Regions from separate parts of the Mus musculus genome. Here all the other regions are linked to region 6. Evidence: chromatin contacts called from public HiCAR-type and promoter capture Hi-C data. All regions are on one chromosome and are shown on one strand. Each heading gives the region's core, a stretch centred on a gene start, on an enhancer-like site or on the middle of the called end of the contact. The rest is flanking DNA. Distances are from core to core; before and after follow the strand shown.

Region 1 (2,700 bases), core at 95-2,594, 2.0 Mb before region 6:
TCACGGCTCCAAGGATCTTATTTACGCTTTTCTGAACAAAGGGAATCTCATATCCGGTATAGGCTCAAAGATTCGGCCCCAAATTGGCAGTCTTCTTTAAAATCTGAATTACAATCATTGGAATCCGTGAATCAGAGTCCTCAATTCTGGCAATGATGAGTTTTGACAGCTTCTAACCTTACCCCAGCCCCAGCCCAGCCCCAGCCCTTAGGCTGTATGTACTTTTTCCAGGCAACTACAACTCGCTGCCTGGTGCAGCATCTAAATTCCATCTGGCAATCCCATCTCCCCGGCACACGCTATCTAGTTAATGCAATTAAGCTGAGGATTTTCCCCACTGGTCTAATCTGCAAGTAAGTCCAGGGCTTCTGATTTCCCCAGTCCTCCGATTCCTTTGCGAAAGTAGAGGCATGCATTCCCCTCCAACATTCAAGTTATCCCTCTCTTCCCACGAAATGAACTTCCAACCTCAACCCCGAAGCTCACTGAACATGTAGCCTCCCATTGTAGCCTGCTGGATCTTGACCACATTTACCACTTAAGTTTCTATCAAGTGACATTTTCGAATATTCAGTACGTTAAGCATGCGTCCACTGTCTTCTAGTCTGGCTCTCAAGAATAAAAAAAATAAAAATAAAAATAAAAAAAAGCAAAGCAGTCGCTTTGAAATGAGGCAAACATGTGCAATTAACTTCACATTCTGTATTCCGCTCACTTACAGGTTTTCTGGGTTTGCCAGCGCATCGCTGCAACTAATGATTAAAGAAACCAAACCGAAACTTACCTTTCTCCCTTAAGGTTTTTGTGTATGTGTATTTTTAAAGTAACGGTGCACTTCTCCCAATAAGGATGAGCAAGAAGCTGCTGGATAGTTCTCTTAAGACAGCACGAAACCTAAACTGTGCTCGGCTTAAAAGAAGCAAATAAAAAGAAATGCTTTCGACCCCAAAGTCCAATGCTAAAAGAAATGATGAAAAAAAATATGAAAGGGGAGGGGAAACTTAAAAAAGAGAGTTTAAAAAGACGGAGAGACTACTCCTATTGCCGTTCAACTAAACAAAAAGGTGCAAGAAAAACAAACCAAGGAACAAAGAAAAGAGACGAAAGAACGTTTTTTCAAAAAGACGATGTCTTTCTCCGTGTTGCTTTTTAGTAGGTCGCTACAGGAGTAAGCTGCTGCATCTCTAAGTGAGAACAGAAATAAGGGGGGAGGACGTCTTAAAAGGGAGGTGGACTGGACCACAGATTTATAGCACCGTATCACCAACCCCTTCTCTGCCTCCGCACTGCCGTGTGTGCAGCTGCTCTGCCAGAGTCCTATCCCGGGCAGCACGCGCGGAAGTATACGCCGAGTTGCGCCACAACGCAACATGCTCATCGCCCCAGGTTTCTGATTGGGCGAGACGCTTCTATTGAGGCCGCCCAGGCGAAGCTCTGCTAGGTGATTGGCTAGGGACTTATGTCACTCTTGAGAGCTCAATGGAGTCCCGTTTCAAGGTAAGTTGTGCCGGGAGGTACACACTTAACACTGGCGGCGAAGGGAAATGCAAGAAGCAAAAAGAGATGGGAGAGAGAGAGAGAGAGCAACGTGGGAGGGAACTGTACTATGAGAGTTTGCGATATTGCACCATCTATTTTCCTCTTAAGTCTTTCTGCTTCCAAAAGATTCGTTTTATTTGCCCTCACGGCTGCATCTTTGGCATGTTTCTTTGTAATAGTAAACTGTCCGGTATGTATGAGTCATCGAGAGCGCCTCTCTTTGATTTGAGAGGGATTTGAACGTACACCCATTACTTGTCCGCATGCCTTTTTTGGTTTGTGTTCCAGTAATCTTTACATCTGTATTAGATATTGGGTAACTGTGTGTATGTTTCTCTATTTTAATATGTCCACCTCTTTCTCTCTCTTTCTCTCTCTCTCTCTCTCTCTCTCTCTCTCTCTCTCCTTTTAGAATAAGAATGAAATAGAAATGGTTTCAACTGAATCTGTACAGTTTGAACTAGCTTTCAATGTATGTCAGGGTTAAAAGGGGGTAGCAAAAACATCGTACTTAACAAAAACAAAAAAACAGGTAATGAATTGAAATAAGGTCCTTCAGTTGGAGGTAAAAAGAGCAGCTACATATAAAATTAAAACAAGCCACTCCTTTGCATTTGCTGGCAATACAGATCTTGAACCTCACAAGGATTGCTGACAGTAAAGATAGTTCAGCCTTTACCAGGTTCTTTTGAGAATTCAAAAGTTTGATCAGTAGACCAAGTGCTGTCTATGTCTTTGCTTTATAGATGAAGATTTCTTTATTCCAACCTCATGTTTGAGTAATATTCAAGAGGCTGAAGTGCAGGTTTATTCATACTTATTTCTTCCGTTAAGTGAAAGTGAGATTACTAAATTTACCTAGATGTATTTACAATGAGAAACAATATCCACCTAACTTAGTTCATTCCCAAGGAATTTTTCAGTTTTGACAGATAGCCTCAACTTCCTAAACAGTACATATATTTCTTACATAATCTCTCTTCTCTCAAAAATTATTTTACTACTATGTTTATTTGCTACTAGTCACTGTCCTTGATAATGTAAGAGAGCAAAGGCAACGGTAGAAATTAAACATTGCAGGAAGATGGAATGTCAGAGGGAAAGAGAAAGATGGTCTGAGAGCAAGTGACTTAGAAGTGGAAAGGAAATTGGTGTTCCTTG
Region 2 (2,700 bases), core at 54-2,553, 1.3 Mb after region 6:
TCTAACTCTATATTCTCACGAGAGAATATAATAAAGTTCTGTAAACAGAGAGCACCTGTCCTCCTGTCAGTGATGTCTTTCTCCCCAGGAAATACATATATATGTATCTCATCATCTAAATTCAATTTACCTTCCCAAAATCACTAGCCTGTTTGCTGTCATAAAATTTTCGACTAATCAGGGCTTTAAACGCAACCTCTGATATTGATTTGGGCTGGATTTTAACTTTTTGGTTATTTTATTTATTTATTTATTTTTGGTGGTGGTGGAGTGTGTGTGGGTGGGTGGGTGGGTGGGTGGGGGGGAATTGAAGGCAGAACTTCAAAGCAATGATAATTTTTCCTCCTCGAAAAAACAGAACATTCCTACACAACGATAACATTTGAGGAGGTTCATCCTCTCCTCCCCAAACAGACTATAACTTGGACAACCAAGAGAGGACACCATGTGTAATTCTCTGTAAAGCAATTACTGAGAATTATAGTCTTCAAAAATTTAAATCTGAGGGATGACTACAGAGCAACTCCTAAGATCGGAGCCCGAGGGGCAAGCCAGAAGTTTTCATCGAGCCGAAACTGGGAGGGCGCAAGCAGCAATAAATACTAAAGACTAAAAGAAACCTAAGGGGTTATCTGCCAAAGCTGAAGGCCCTTAAGGTGTTTTAAGATGCTCGTCCAAGGTCAAGTCGCCCGTTAGTGGTCAAGTTAGGACAGCCAGCCAGGTCCTCCAATCCTATCCATACTCATTCCCCCGAAATCTTGTCGGTTTCACAGACAGCGCCCGAAAAGCCAAAGCTCGGGACTCGGCAGGGAGGCAGGAGCAGCGCGGACACCAGGAAGAGGGAGAGATTCAGGGCAGGGAAGGAGGGTCACTCCTCCCACGTGTCTGCAAGCCTGTGGTCCACCCGCGGGCGGCGGGACTAGCAGCGCTCACCTGTCTGGAGCCCAGAGGCGGGTGGTCCGATCCCGGGACACAGACACAAAGGCTCCCGGCGGGTAGAGGCAGCACACCAGGCCCCTCACGTCCAGTTCGTGGCCCGGGAGCGAGCAGCTCAGCCGGTATCTGGAGGCGCCGCTCGCCATGGCCAGCGTGGATCCGGAGCCCGGCCCCCGGGCACAGCGCGAGACTCGTCCACAGGCCCGAGCCGGCGTGCGCCAGGCTGCGGCCCGAGACCCGCCTGCAGGAGAGGGGCGCCGGAGACCGGAAGAGCCAGTCAGCCGGTGCGGAAGGACCGCGGGGGAAGGGGCGCGCCGAGCCGCCTGAGTGACACAGCAACCCTAACACACACGCCGGAATTCATCATCCGCCGCGGCCCGCGGTGACGCAGAGTGTGTGCGTCGGGCTGCTGAGCATCACGGACCGGGCCCTCTATCCTTCTGCGCCCTGGATCGCCGGCCGAAGAAGGGACGGTGAGATCAGGAAATTCTGCGTAGGCGCCGGAGGTCTGGGTCCGGTCGGAACCCGGTCCATTTCAGAGAACAACCGAAAATCTGTAGTAGTTGGAGGAGGGTAAATCGGAACTACAAATCCCACAATGCCGAGCGTCCCGAGTGACTCGCCGGCGCGCTGAATCCGGATGTTTTAAATCTAGGTGCTCGTTTGACTACTCTGAGTAGTAGAGCAAAATTGCTTGTTTGCCTTACGCCACGATTTGTTTGCCCATTTTCTGCTTGATTCTGGAGAGTCTCCCAAGATTTTCATCAGTTAATTGTTTTTTTTTTCATTTAAGATGACTGAATCTGAAGCCAAAGTGGGAACTTTTAATGAACTTGCCTTCACCTCAAGCTACCCCCTATAATACCAGATTTTGCAGAATGATCGGGTGCCCATTCTCCCCTAACGTGACCACTGTTTGCCCGAGGTTTGGCGCAGAAGGTCTAAGGTGAAGCAGAAAATGCCTTTAATTATTTAAAAGGTCTTACGGTAGCTCGGGCTAGCCTAAAACTCGTGGTTCCTTGCTCCAGTCTCTGAACTCTGAAATTACAGGTGAGAATATATATTTTTAGCCAAACCCCGATGGTGTAGGTAGGAGTCTCACTACATTGCATTGAGATTGTCAGTCTACATTGTAGTAAAGTTAGCTTTCCGTATTGTAGCACGGCATCCATCACACCACAAACCTTTGTTAAGTTGCCAAATCCAATTTGTGTGTTTTTCTTCACTCTTCTTAAAACTTTCATTCTAGGCTTGAAATCACTATTCCTCTGTGTGTGTGTGTGTTTCTCTTGACTTTAGCTCTGAAATGTATTATTCCACTTTGTTCGGTAACCCCAATAGCTTTTCGTTATTTATTTTTTTATGTCGATTTATTTCATGAATGTAGGTATACTGTCGCTGCCTTCAGACACACCAGAAAGTGGCATCGGGTGCCCATTCCAGATGGTTGTGAACCACCATGTGGTTTCTGGAAATTGAATTCAGGACCTCTGGAAGAGCAGCCAGTGCTCTTAACCACTGAGTAATCTCTCCAGCCCCAACAGCTTTTCGTTCTTGAGAATACACTGTTGTATAAGGCCTTCCCCATTTCCCTAATTTATTTTGCTAAGGTCTTTTCCCTTAGGTGTGTGTCTGCCTCAGCCATATTGAATTTGCCATCTTTCTCTGAACATACCATGTTTGAAGTTGTTGTTTCTAGATTCCTAAAACAAACAAAAACTAGTGCTATGAGAGGCTGATGCAGGAGGATCATGAGAATGAAGC
Region 3 (2,700 bases), core at 194-2,693, 1.2 Mb after region 6:
TCACAGCAACAAAGTCTTCCATATTCCTACTAGGAGAGCTTATTAAGCCCCACTTAAAACATTCCATGGCTTTCCAAATCCAAAGTTCCCAAATCCACATTCTTCCAAACAAAAGCATGGTCAGGCCTATATCAGCAATATCCCAGTTCCTGGTACCAACTTCTGTCTTAGTTTGGGTTTTACTGCTGTTAACAGACATCATGACCAAGGCAACTCTTATGAAAACAACATTTAATTGGGGCTAGTTTACAGGTTTAGAGGTTCGGTCCATTATCATCAAGGCAGGTGCATGGCAGTGTCCAGGCAAGCATGATATAACAGGTGCTGAGAGTTCTACATCTTCACCCAAACAAGAAAAGAGTCACTTCCAGGCAGCTAAAAAGAGGGTCTTAAAGCCCACGCCCACAGTTACACACCTACTCCAAGGTTACACACCTCCAAATATTGCCACTCCTTGGGCCAAACATTCAAACCACTACATCAGACTTGGTGGCCTAAGCCTGTCATCCCAGTATTCAGAGGCTAAAAGGAGAACTAAAGTCAAGGCCAGCCTGGGCTACATACCATAACTCTGCTTCCTATAATTAAAAACATATGGCATTATGCTTCCAAAATTCTTGACAATTTACCTTTTTTATAATGTAGAAAATTCTTATACTTCAAATGATTAAAAAAAACTAATAAACTATACAAACTGTACTTTCCATCATTTCATTCAACTCTTAAGCAAAGAAGGAGATGAATTACAAAGTGGGAGGTGGGGCCAGGAAGACAATGCTTACCAAATAAGTATAAAGACCAAAGTCTGGATCATCAGAAACTATGTAAAAGCAAGGCTAACCTGGAGCCACTCTGGCAACCACACAGGCAACAGAGAGAGGCAATCTCCAGAACAAGCTGGCTGGCTCGTCTAGTCAATCAGTGAGCTAACTCCAGGTTCAACTGGAAGACCTTACCTCAGTAACTAAAGGTGGAAAGTGAGAGGATTAAACAAGACATCAACTCTGGGCCTCCATACTTGCATACACGGGTGCACACACACACACACACACACACACACACACACACACACATGCAAACACTGGTATACACATGTGACCACTCACATATGCATGCATACATGCACTGTGTATACAGAAATGCACATATACTATACAAAAAAAATTAAATAAACAGTAACTTCAGGGATCCTGAGCATGGTGGCATAAGCTGGTAATCGTAACATCTGGGAAGCTTAAGAAGTTAGATCTATATGAATATATGCCTGGTCTCTGTATGAATACAGAGAGTTCCAGGTTGAGCCAAGACAAAAATCTCAGAAATATAATAACAATTGTAATATTTTTAATGTAGGAAAATTCTGTTTAGTTCTGGTGATGATGCATTAAGAAAAAAAAAAAAACAACCCTCAAAGGCATGAGAAGGGTTTCTTTCTTTCGTTTTCTAGTGGTGAGAAGAAGTAAGATCTTGCCAATACAGGTCTTACACAACAGGCTGGCCTACACAACAATCTCTTCTCACTTGGCCAAACCTTTAAAGACATTGATTCACATTCAGAATCTGCATGACTGCTCTCTTGTTAAATCGGGGTAAGAACAAGAGTTGGGTAAAACAAGAGCTCTGAAGAAAAGGAATTAGAGCAGGTTTTTACTCATATTCTCTCTCTCTCTCTCTCTCTCTCTCTCTCTCTCTCGTGCTCCCAACTCCAGACTTCTTTGTACAACTTCCTTCTTGGTCTCCTGGGCTCTCTAACACTCACACCACAAACATATGTAGGCAGAATTAAGGCGTTCATTTGTCCATTCAGAGATTTCTGTGGCAGTATATACAAAGAAGATATTTCAAACTTACAGGCAACAAATGCTACTTCATTAGCTGATGACCCTTCTTCTCTTCCTGTCTTAGTAATAAATCCCTCTGGTAGCATCTGAGATAGGGTCAAACTAGTTAGCCCAGGTTGGACTGGAATTTATTCTCCTCCAGCCTCAGCCTGGTATTGGGATTACAGACATGCACTGTCTCAACTGATTCTCGAATGCCACTGTAGCTGGCAATTCAGGTCTTCATTATCTTTAATCCTAATCTCCCTTGACCTATTTTAGTTTCTCTCAATGCAGGACTACATTAGATCAATGATAACAAGAATCAGTTGGGTTTTTCTAACTACCATAATCTTAAGAATTGAAAGGACCTCACCAAGATTCACACTTAATTCTCTTGCTAAATAAAAAAATATTTTATATAACTTTAAAATGTTAGAAATACAAAATTAATAAGCCATTATCAATTATTTTCCTCCAGTTTTAAGGTATGACTGGCAAATAAAGGTGACATGATACACAGCATCGTATTTGCTGTACCTATGAATTATGGCATAATTAAATTAAACTAACCAATATCACACCCCATAAATATATTTGAGATCTGTTTACTCAGTCACTTTCAAGAGTCCAATCAACACACTGATATATATCCATGACGTTACACTGAAGAGCTACAGAAGTTAATCTAAGACTCCAACTGCTGCACCGACACCTTCCCTTTGTCTGGCTGTTAGAGAATCTGCTCCTCAACTGTGCGTTGTGACCCTTTTGGGGTTGGATTCCTGCACTTCAGATATTTACATTACAACTCATAGCAGTAATAAAATTACAGTTATCAAGTAGCAATAAAATAATTTCCTGGCTGGGGATCACCATA
Region 4 (2,878 bases), core at 60-2,559, 1.6 Mb after region 6:
CACAACCAGGAAAGTTAAAACGAACCCTTGAGAGAGGCACAGAGCCAATGCTTTCAGGTGACGGTCACTGAACACCAGGTGAATTCCTTTATGAACTCCAAACTGCCCTCGCCCACTGAGGTCACCGATTCTCAAACATCACAAGCACTTGCTCAAGTCTGATATATCACACTGGTGTAGAGTTATTGCTATCTCAGGCTATCCACGTAACTTTTGAACTTTTGAGAAAATATTTATGTGAAGTTAACTACCCCTCATTTTCATCACATTTTAAGAACTCACTGGCTATTTTAAAATGCTTCTTATTCTGGTGCCTTATAGAGGAGGACTGGCAGTCTACAGTGGAGCAGCCCTCCTGTCAAATGAACTATATGGGCTGAAAATGGAGCAGTACTAGTAATAGTATGTACTTCAGCAGAATTCTAACGAAGTCGCTGACAAGTTACAAGTAATGTACCTGGCTTCTACAGGAGGTCCTATCTGGCCCCCATTACTTAAAAGGAGGGATACCGCGTCCTCCTAAAGGCACGTGTCAAATCAGGTTCAGTTTAAAATCACACTGCCCGTCCTTGCAGGCACTGGCATGACACCCCTAACTGGGTCTTCACTACATTATCCTAACACAGCAAAGAAAACATCTGCCGAGCATTCTCCATATGCTAAAACATCTCTCAGAATTATTTCATTCGATGCTTACAACAGTAAGATCGACAAGTGATTCTTGGTTTCCAAGCAAGCGGAGCCTTGCTTGGAAATGCCTCAAATGCCTTGATCACGGTCAGAGTGACAGTAAACAGGAAGAGCAAAAGCAAAAGGCAAACATGACTTGTCCAACTCTAAAATCTGGATCCTTTAGGGTAAGCTGCCTTTCCCCCAAGTTTTCAACAACTTGCTCTGAGAAGGAGGAATCAAACGACTGGACCAGGTCGCTAGCGGGCGCAGGACTAAATTAGACGCCAGTGTTCAAGATGCTGTGAGGCGCCTGAGACAGCGCGAATGCAGGTAGGAATCCGAATTAAACACTGTCCATCGCAGCCCAGAAAGTGGAGATAAACAGTGCAACCTGGGGCACCGGGTCCACTCCCGGACCCGGCCGACTTCCGGCTGGGAGCACCCCGGGTCCCGACGCCGTCCACACGGACCCTCGGCCAACCGCATCCTCCGACCCTTGCCTAGCACAGCCCGGCCCGCAGGACCCCGCTCCGCGCCTCACCCCGGCTGTGCAGCCGCCGCAACATCTCCTTCCACATCCACATCCGCCTCCTCCGCCTCCATGACTGCACCTGACGCAGGCGTACTCGCGAGATCCCGCGAGATGCGGCGGGGCGGGACCGGGGGCGGGCCCAGGGCCGGAGGCGGGGCCTTGGCGTGGCGCACTTCCGGGGAACTCCGGCGAGTAAGACCAGGAGACTGCGTGAAAGCTGCTTCCCCAAGGACCGCATGGGTTATCTCACTTCTCTCACGTCTTACGTGGGCTAACTCACAGCAGATCTTTTTCCATTCAGGCGAGAGACCCTGCTTTGTGGCATCCATTGTCTCTGGTTCATTTTCGCACACACACACACGCGCGCGCGCGCCTACCCGCCCCGCCCGCCACCGTGAATTATTAGAATGACCCAGTGGAATGGATGCAGGTTTCACGGATTTTATTTTATGGATAAGTAAATAGACTCAGAAAACTGACGTGATTGTTCAAACAGAGAGCTTGGTAGATTGATCTTTTAAACTCTGCCCTGAGTGTTTGCCATATACATACAAATCATTGCTGGGAATCTGTGAAGCAAAGAACTTAACGGTTTTCCAAGAAATCAGAGTCTTGCTTCTGCATTTTTCTGCCCTCAAATCTGTCTCTCATACAGTTAGAATCCATGACTCATTGTCTTCTCGATCAGACTGTGACTTCTTTAAGGATAAAACCTGTCTGGTAGTCCTTACACTGCCTGCGTTCAGCACAGTGTCTCACGTAGTAGAAGCTGTGTTGGACAGGTAAGTGTATTGGGAACCAGCAAAATAAACCTGATTTGTTGTTGTTTTGTTTTGATTTTTTGAAATAGGGTTTCTCTGTATAGCCCTGGCTGTTCTGGAACTCACTCTGTTGACCAGGCTGGCCTTGAACTCAGAAATCCACCTGCCTCTGCCTCCCAAGTGCTGGGATTAAAGGCATGCGCCACCACGCCCCGCAAAATAAACTTGTTCTTTTTTTTTTTTTTAAGTACTACCATGTCGTTTTCAGGCTTCATTTAATCATAGGGGTAAACTAAATTCAAGGTCCCAGGCCCTGGGGGAGCTTCTGTTGTAAGGAGACAGCTATTTGAGCCCAGCCATCTCAGAGACAACTTAGAAGGAGACAATTGTCTGCGTCCAGTCATCTCAGGGAAAGTTGTAAGGAGACAGCAGTTTGAGTCCAGCCATCTCAAGGACACTCTCCAGCTTGCTGTAGGGTCAAACTAAGTTCTTGTTCCCAGGCCCAGGAACCAGCTCCTATTCTGATTGGTGGAAATTCGCATGCTCAACCCTTTATGGTCAAAATATGATTGGCCGAAGCTACAGCCTACCCTGCTTGCCCTCCCTTACTTTATGGTTTCATCCTTTAAATATGCTATGTAATTCCCCTAAAAAGTCACTCTCCGGACTCTGTTCTATGTTCTCCGGCCTTGGTCGATCAGTAGCAGCTTGAATACAATACATCATTCACTTGATGTATGAGTTATGTTGGATCTATGCGGACCCCATAATAAGTGAACGAAACAATAAAACGAGCTTACTTCACACCTCAGCCTGAGAGTGTGATGGCAGGAGAGGCAGAAGAATTTTGTAAAATGAGGGCCCCGTGCTTTAGGAACTGAATAGTGTGTTTTACTTTTCAGGGCAACCTGGA
Region 5 (2,700 bases), core at 99-2,598, 1.2 Mb after region 6:
GTTTGGCTTTACATATATAGAGTTTGGTTCATTTGTGCTGTGAAGCCCAAGTGGCTCGAGCATGAAGCATTTGGTCAATACAGCATATGGTGCCGATATGCAGAGCAAGTGGAATTCATCACCTTTTTAAACGTATATACTTTTGACACTGCAATTTCATTTCTGTAAGTCCAAGTCTACGTAACTCTTGCACAAGATCTATGACAAGTTTGTTCCATTTGGTATTGTATATAAAAATCAATAAAACTGAAAACCTAAATATTCTACAATAGAGATACGAGTATACTGGGAAACCTAAAACACACCATGTATGGAAGGAGACCCATTCAATGCGAGAATATACCCAATTACATTCGTAAAAGTAAACAATGAAGAGTGGCTACTCATCCACAGAAGGTATGCATATCAAGAGGCACTACGAAGGGCGTTGAACTCCTGCCTTGATTCTGTGTCCGATGAATTTTAAGAACACAGTCATTTGTTTTACAGTAAGTTACAAACTACTGTTTTAAATAGTGGTATCGCGGCAGGTTGATGATGCATAAGAAACACATTTTGGTCCCAGCTGTTGAATTCAAATGTAGGAACTACGAAATTCTTGCGACTGTGACTGTGGGTGAAATTCCTGAACTTGGGTCTCAGGTGTTTGTTGTTGTGGGTTTTTTTTTAATGTGTGTGTAATGTGAAAATAATCAGAATCTATTAAATAGTGGTGGTCAGTGCTTACACCGGCATTTGTAACTACTTCCCGACCCACAGATCCTCTACGGAGATCGGGGAAACCACAAGTAAAAGAAACCGCGAAAGTTTAATGGGGAAGGAGTACTGATCAGTAAATCCAGAAACTTAAAAGTTTAATACATGGGGAAGAGTTCAAACGGACTCAGAACGGAACCGGCGGCCCAAGGGACCCCGGCACTAACAATGAGCTTCTGCCCGCGCCCGCGCGGCTCTGCAGCCCGGCTCTTCTGAGGGGCCGCAGCTCCGGGAGACGGCGCGAGGCGAGGCACGCACCTGCTGCAGGGAGCCCGAGACGCTGGAGGACGAATCGGTGCTCCTCCGCTTTCGGCGCTCGCTTCGTTCCGCGCCGCCCGCCACACTCGTCCCGCCGCCGGCGACCCCGCAGCAGCCGCCGCTCCCGCACCCACCCGCGCTCCCGCTCAGCACGGGCACCAGGTCCGGGGCTGCGAGCGACGCGGCTGCCTCCTGCCCGCTCCGCTTGCGCCGCTTTTCTCGGGAAGACTTCTTCCCCGTCATGGTCCTCGCGCTGCAACCATCGGCGACAGCCGACCGTCTCTGCAGCAACAGAACCCCGCTTCCGTAGCGGCCGGCGCTGCTGTCGCAGACTTGGCGTCACTTCCGGTCCCGGCGCGTTTTACTACGCGTAGCTTCTGGAGGCGGGGCTCGGATGCGCTGTGCCAGCTGCTGAGGTTGTCTGGAGTTTAAAAGGTGACGTGTGGTCCAACGGATCTGTTTGCTTTTTCCCAACCTCTGGGAAGATTTAATTCCTTTCAGTGTTTCTCAGCTTACAAGTACGTTGGAAGGTAAAATTAAAGTTGCTGAGTCTCCAATTTCTTCTACCTTCGATTCCCTCGTTTGATTCAACGATATAACAATAAAAAGAATTTCAGAATAAAAAAAATTGCTTCATCTCACTACGACCTCATTTGAGCAGGGTTTTTTTTTTTTTTTTTTTTTTTTTGTACACTTTAAGGACTTGTGCAAAAATAACAGTCTTATGCTTCCGTATTTTGTATCATTAAAACTAATTTCGTAGCATGATTTCATGTTACTTTTAAAGGAATGGAAAGGATGTCAGAAGGAAGACAAGTTCCTATAGTATTTCAGTGTTCAACAATGTGAGTTTAGTAGCCCGGCGGTGGTAGCGCACGCCTTTAATCCCAGGACTTGGTAGGCAGAAGCAGGCGGATTTCTGAGTTCAAGGCCAGCTTGGTTTACAAAGTGAGTTCCAGGACAGCCAAGGCTACACAGAGAAACCCTGTCTACAAAAACAAAAACAAAAGAAAAAAGAAAGCAAGAAACAGATAGCCCTGGCCATGTTCAGCCTTCTTTCTTCCCTGTGAACTCTTACAGATGCCTCTGGCTGTTCTCTCTACAATAAAAACCTTTTTACCTATACCATGGAGCGGTCGAATCAGTTTAGTCACAGATAGATACACAGTGGGGCAAGGAATGGCTGGCTGTTCCTGGAGGCTAAAATAGCCCACGATGAAGTAATTAGCCTGTGAACTTACAAAATTCCAACCTCTTCACAGTACTGAAATTCTAATTCATCCATCAGTCTCTGTAGACACAGACTCATTCCAGGTTTGTTTTTTTGTTTGTTTGTTTGTTTTTTGTTTTTGTTTTTTTTTTTCCAGGCTTATTGTTGTTCACAGCCGGACGCAGCTTTTCAGGAGTTTTTATTCACAGTTGTTTTGAGGCAGGTTCTCTCCGAGTCTAGACTGGCCTGCCACACGTACAGCTAAGGATGGCCTTGAACTGTTTCTTTTAGGGTTTGGTTGGTTTGTTCATTTGTTTTTAGATTGATGTATTTATTTTGTGTACATGAATGTTTTGACTTACATATAGACATGTGTACCACACCACTGCCTGGTGCCCTCAGAGACCAAGAGAAGGCATTGAATCCCTGGAAAAAAAATTACTGATGGTTGTAAACCACCATATGGATGCTGGGAA
Region 6 (2,817 bases), core at 5-2,504:
TGACGGGCAATTATAAATATTTTTTTCTTTATAAAAAGGTAGTACTTCATGGGCTATCCAAGTCAGCAATTTACAAAACACACTTAAAAGGTGGGTTGTATAAGAGAAAAGAGCAGAGTTTTTGGACAGTAGAATGAACAGGCATCACCAATCAAATACACTATTCATCCTTCAAAGCATCAAAGATGGGGGGGGGGGGAGGGGTGGCAAAAAAACTGGTCCTCACAACACTTTGAAAACTTCAAGAATTTAGGAGGTGCGACCAGGCACCCAGTTCTTGCTGCTTTAAAGCAGGTCTTAGAGTTGTTGGACCCCTCTCAACACACCAGCAGTGTACTTGGCAGTTGCTTTGCACAAGTGGGAACTGGGAAACTCTTGCTTCTCTTTCTCCATCAGGCCAACGGATTTGGCGCCTGGAAGTGCCCTTGGGTGGGGCTGGAGTTCAGGAGCTCAGGACTTCAAACTTCCGCGTGCTGAGAGGGGCGGAGCCCGGAGTACTACGGAGGCGGGGCGCGCGCAGGTCCCACCTCCCTCCGTGCCCTCGGACTACAGCCAGGGCCTCGGAACGTCCGGATCATGGGCGCACAGGCCGGTGGCAGTTTCTTGGAGCGGTGGCTCCTCGATGGCTCCCGGCGGGCGCGCGCCCTGCTGCTCTAGGTGCAGCTGCAGGAGCGCTCGGCGGTACATGACCTCCAGCTTCTCTAGCCGGGCCCGCAGCGCCCTGGGGCTGCCCGGCTCCTCCTCACGGCCATGGCCTCTCGCCTTGCGGTTGGTGGCGGGCTCGTCCGGGGCGAGGGTCTCGACGGCGGCCTCCCGCTCGCCGCTGTCGCCCGGCAGCCGCAGAGCCTGGCGGAAGAGGCTGCGGTTCTCGCGCCTGAGCCGACGGTTCTCCAGCCTCAGGCGGGCGTTCTCCTCGCGCAGCCGCGCGTTCTGCCGGTCCCGCTCGTCCCGCGCGCGCAGGGCCTCCAGGTGGCTGGCCGCCAGGTCGGCGAAGCGCTCCTCCAGCTGTCGCCGGGCCCCGCCCGCGCGGCCTCGCCAGCCCACGCCGCCACCGCCACCGCCGCCCTCACGGGCCCGGCCCAGGCGGCCCGACTCGCCGCGGCTCCCGCCGCCTTCCCCGCCGCAGCTCCCGCGCCGGGTGGCGCCACCACGCATGCGCCACATCGGTCCGGTCTGGTCGCGCCGCCAGTCCGTGGCCCGAGGGGCCGCGCGCGGGGCGCGGGCGGACTTGGGGCCTGGCTGGGCGCTCGGTCGCGGGCGGAGGAAGAAAGGTGGCAGGCGGTGCTGGCGGCAGGCCAGAGGAGGCCGGGAGTTGGCCCGAGCTGAGGCGTGTCCTTGTCTCTCGCGGCTGAGCGGGCCCCCTGGGCCTGCGGTCGCTGGTCGCCTCACACACGACGCCCCTGGGGAGCGCTCTGCTGCTCAGCCCTGTGTCCGTGCCCGGAAAGCCTTGTCCTCTGCTGGGTGCCGGGTGCCCACCGCTTCCCCGCGGGCCTGGGCACTGCGGGAACACTCCCGCCTTGCCCTGCTCCCCAGCACAGCCTCCAGTGCATACTTTGCGACTTACATGGCAGTCTAGAAACAAAATGAGTTTTGAGACTGCTGGAGAGCTCATTGCGTTTATAGCGTTTGAAACCTATTTGAAACCACGCCCATGTTTAAGAAACACAAAACTTTATTGGGCTGCACCTGCCATGAGGCTCTCTGACTCCAACAGGTAGCACTCCAAATACTGGAGAATTTATGTGTTGAAACTTTACTGGGTCACATCTCAGGGCAGTTCTTAAAATTTATAAACTATAGTTTTATTTATTTGAGATACAGAATATTCAGATGTTTCCAAACAATCTGGAGACGGTTGGATACATACGTTTATGTGAAGCACATTGCTATTTTTTCCTAAGGATCTCAACCTACATAGGCCCCGAATGATGGCAAAGAAAATACATGTTAGTTAGAATCTGTGTTTCAGACAAGGTTCTGTTTAATTTTTAGGTACCACGTGATCTACAAAACTACCACACCAAGGAAATGGACAGGTAGTGCCTAGGAGTACTGTGGTTCAAATTAATTAGAAAAACCAACACTCAGTTATTGTTCTTTAATTTTTCCAGCTAAAATACTAAAATACCACAAATTCAGTTCTAAACAGTCATTTCATTAAATCAGTAACAAAGATATTTCAGAATTTAAGTGAGTTTAGTTTAAGAAAAGGTTGTCATTCTTAATTTACATTAAAATGTAAATTTTAGGCTGTAAACATTGGAGACAGAACCTGACTTCTCTATAGACTACAGAACCAAGAATATGTTGTTAGCATATCCAGACATTGTAGAAGGATGGAATGGTAGTTTGCTAGGAAAGATGATTTGCTCTGGGATTTAGACATGGCAACTCTTTTAAGAGTCTGAATACCTGCATACATCATGATAAAATTATAACAAGAATGTATCACTGTCTACATGCTATAAATTAGGTACCAGCCCATTTTTATTAGCGTTCTTCCTTTTATGTCATTTATAAAACTAGTATTTGCGGTGGTGATGCACGCCTTTAATCCCAGCACTTGGGAGGCAGAGGCAGGCAGATTTCCAGTTAGAGGCCAGCCTGGTCTACAAAGAGAGTACCAGGACAGCCAGGGCTATAGAGAGAAACCCTGTCTCGAAAGAAAACAAAACAAAACAAAACAAAAACCTAGAATTTTACTCGTTTCAAGTTTCAGGTTGTGCTGTTTCTCTTGAATAGTATCTTACAATCAAATGCTTCATTGTCTTTTAATGTTTTACTAAAGAAAATTGGCCCTAGTTGAATGGAAAAGTA

What was found. Promoter capture Hi-C pulls out the DNA fragments that hold promoters and counts their contacts. HiCAR-type assays count read pairs that join an accessible place to other places. Capture Hi-C pulls out chosen DNA fragments and counts their contacts.
Region 1: a contact with region 6 is called in a HiCAR-type map of astrocytes, with 6 times the contacts expected there. The contact joins the promoter of Elavl2 here to the promoter of Tusc1 in region 6. A contact is called at or near these places in 2 of 39 promoter capture datasets (cranial neural crest and hippocampal neurons) and 4 of 115 datasets of contacts at active chromatin or transcription factors (astrocytes, embryonic forebrain, embryonic hindbrain and 1 more).
Region 2: a contact with region 6 is called in a promoter capture Hi-C map of liver, with 2.6 times the contacts expected there. The contact joins the promoter of Plaa here to the promoter of Tusc1 in region 6. A contact is called at or near these places in 5 of 39 promoter capture datasets (cranial neural crest, hippocampal neurons, liver and 2 more), 1 of 115 datasets of contacts at active chromatin or transcription factors (astrocytes) and 1 of 9 other capture datasets (liver).
Region 3: a contact with region 6 is called in a HiCAR-type map of astrocytes, with 6 times the contacts expected there. The contact joins the enhancer-like site here to the promoter of Tusc1 in region 6. A contact is called at or near these places in 8 of 39 promoter capture datasets (the 3T3-L1 cell line, the C10 cell line, cranial neural crest and 4 more), 1 of 15 datasets of contacts at CTCF or cohesin (the NIH/3T3 cell line), 1 of 484 Hi-C or Micro-C datasets (Th1 cells) and 2 of 115 datasets of contacts at active chromatin or transcription factors (astrocytes and large pre-B cells).
Region 4: a promoter capture Hi-C map of pre-B cells shows a contact between it and region 6. The contact joins the promoter of Mysm1 here to the promoter of Tusc1 in region 6. A contact is called at or near these places in 1 of 39 promoter capture datasets (pre-B cells), 1 of 115 datasets of contacts at active chromatin or transcription factors (astrocytes) and 1 of 9 other capture datasets (adipose tissue).
Region 5: a HiCAR-type map of astrocytes shows a contact between it and region 6, with 5 times the contacts expected there. The contact joins the promoter of Caap1 here to the promoter of Tusc1 in region 6. A contact is called at or near these places in 6 of 39 promoter capture datasets (the 3T3-L1 cell line, the HPC-7 cell line, hippocampal neurons and 2 more), 1 of 484 Hi-C or Micro-C datasets (bone marrow-derived macrophages), 2 of 115 datasets of contacts at active chromatin or transcription factors (astrocytes and cardiomyocytes) and 1 of 9 other capture datasets (adipose tissue).

The regions. Positions count from the first base shown.
Region 1 is chr4:91,375,152-91,377,851 of GRCm38.p6, forward strand. It overlaps Elavl2 (ELAV like RNA binding protein 1), which reads right to left and starts at 1,345. Exons shown (of 8, transcript NM_001347149.2): 1 at 785-1,345.
Region 2 is chr4:94,601,944-94,604,643 of GRCm38.p6, forward strand. It overlaps Plaa (phospholipase A2, activating protein), which reads right to left and starts at 1,304. Exons shown (of 14, transcript NM_172695.2): 1 at 934-1,304. The coding sequence starts at 1,082. It also overlaps a transcript of Ift74 not described here.
Region 3 is chr4:94,514,053-94,516,752 of GRCm38.p6, forward strand. All of the region lies in intron 5 of Caap1 (caspase activity and apoptosis inhibitor 1), which reads right to left. Among named protein-coding and RNA genes, the nearest start is that of Caap1, 41 kb to the right of the region's middle. Within about 2 kb of position 1,444, at least 11 of the 459 cell types and tissues checked have an H3K27ac peak or open chromatin away from gene starts, as enhancers often do.
Region 4 is chr4:94,977,791-94,980,668 of GRCm38.p6, forward strand. It overlaps Mysm1 (myb-like, SWIRM and MPN domains 1), which reads right to left and starts at 1,310. Exons shown (of 20, transcript NM_177239.3): 1 at 1,214-1,310. The coding sequence starts at 1,275. Gm12694 (a long non-coding RNA gene) reads left to right here and starts at 1,331. Exons shown (of 3, transcript XR_867913.3): 1 at 1,331-1,986; 2 at 2,868-2,878.
Region 5 is chr4:94,555,448-94,558,147 of GRCm38.p6, forward strand. Caap1 (caspase activity and apoptosis inhibitor 1) reads right to left here and starts at 1,349. Exons shown (of 6, transcript NM_026368.2): 1 at 1,015-1,349. The coding sequence starts at 1,257.
Region 6 is chr4:93,334,257-93,337,073 of GRCm38.p6, forward strand. It overlaps Tusc1 (tumor suppressor candidate 1), which reads right to left and starts at 1,255. Exons shown (of 1, transcript NM_026954.1): 1 at 1-1,255. The coding sequence starts at 1,164. The coding sequence ends at 547.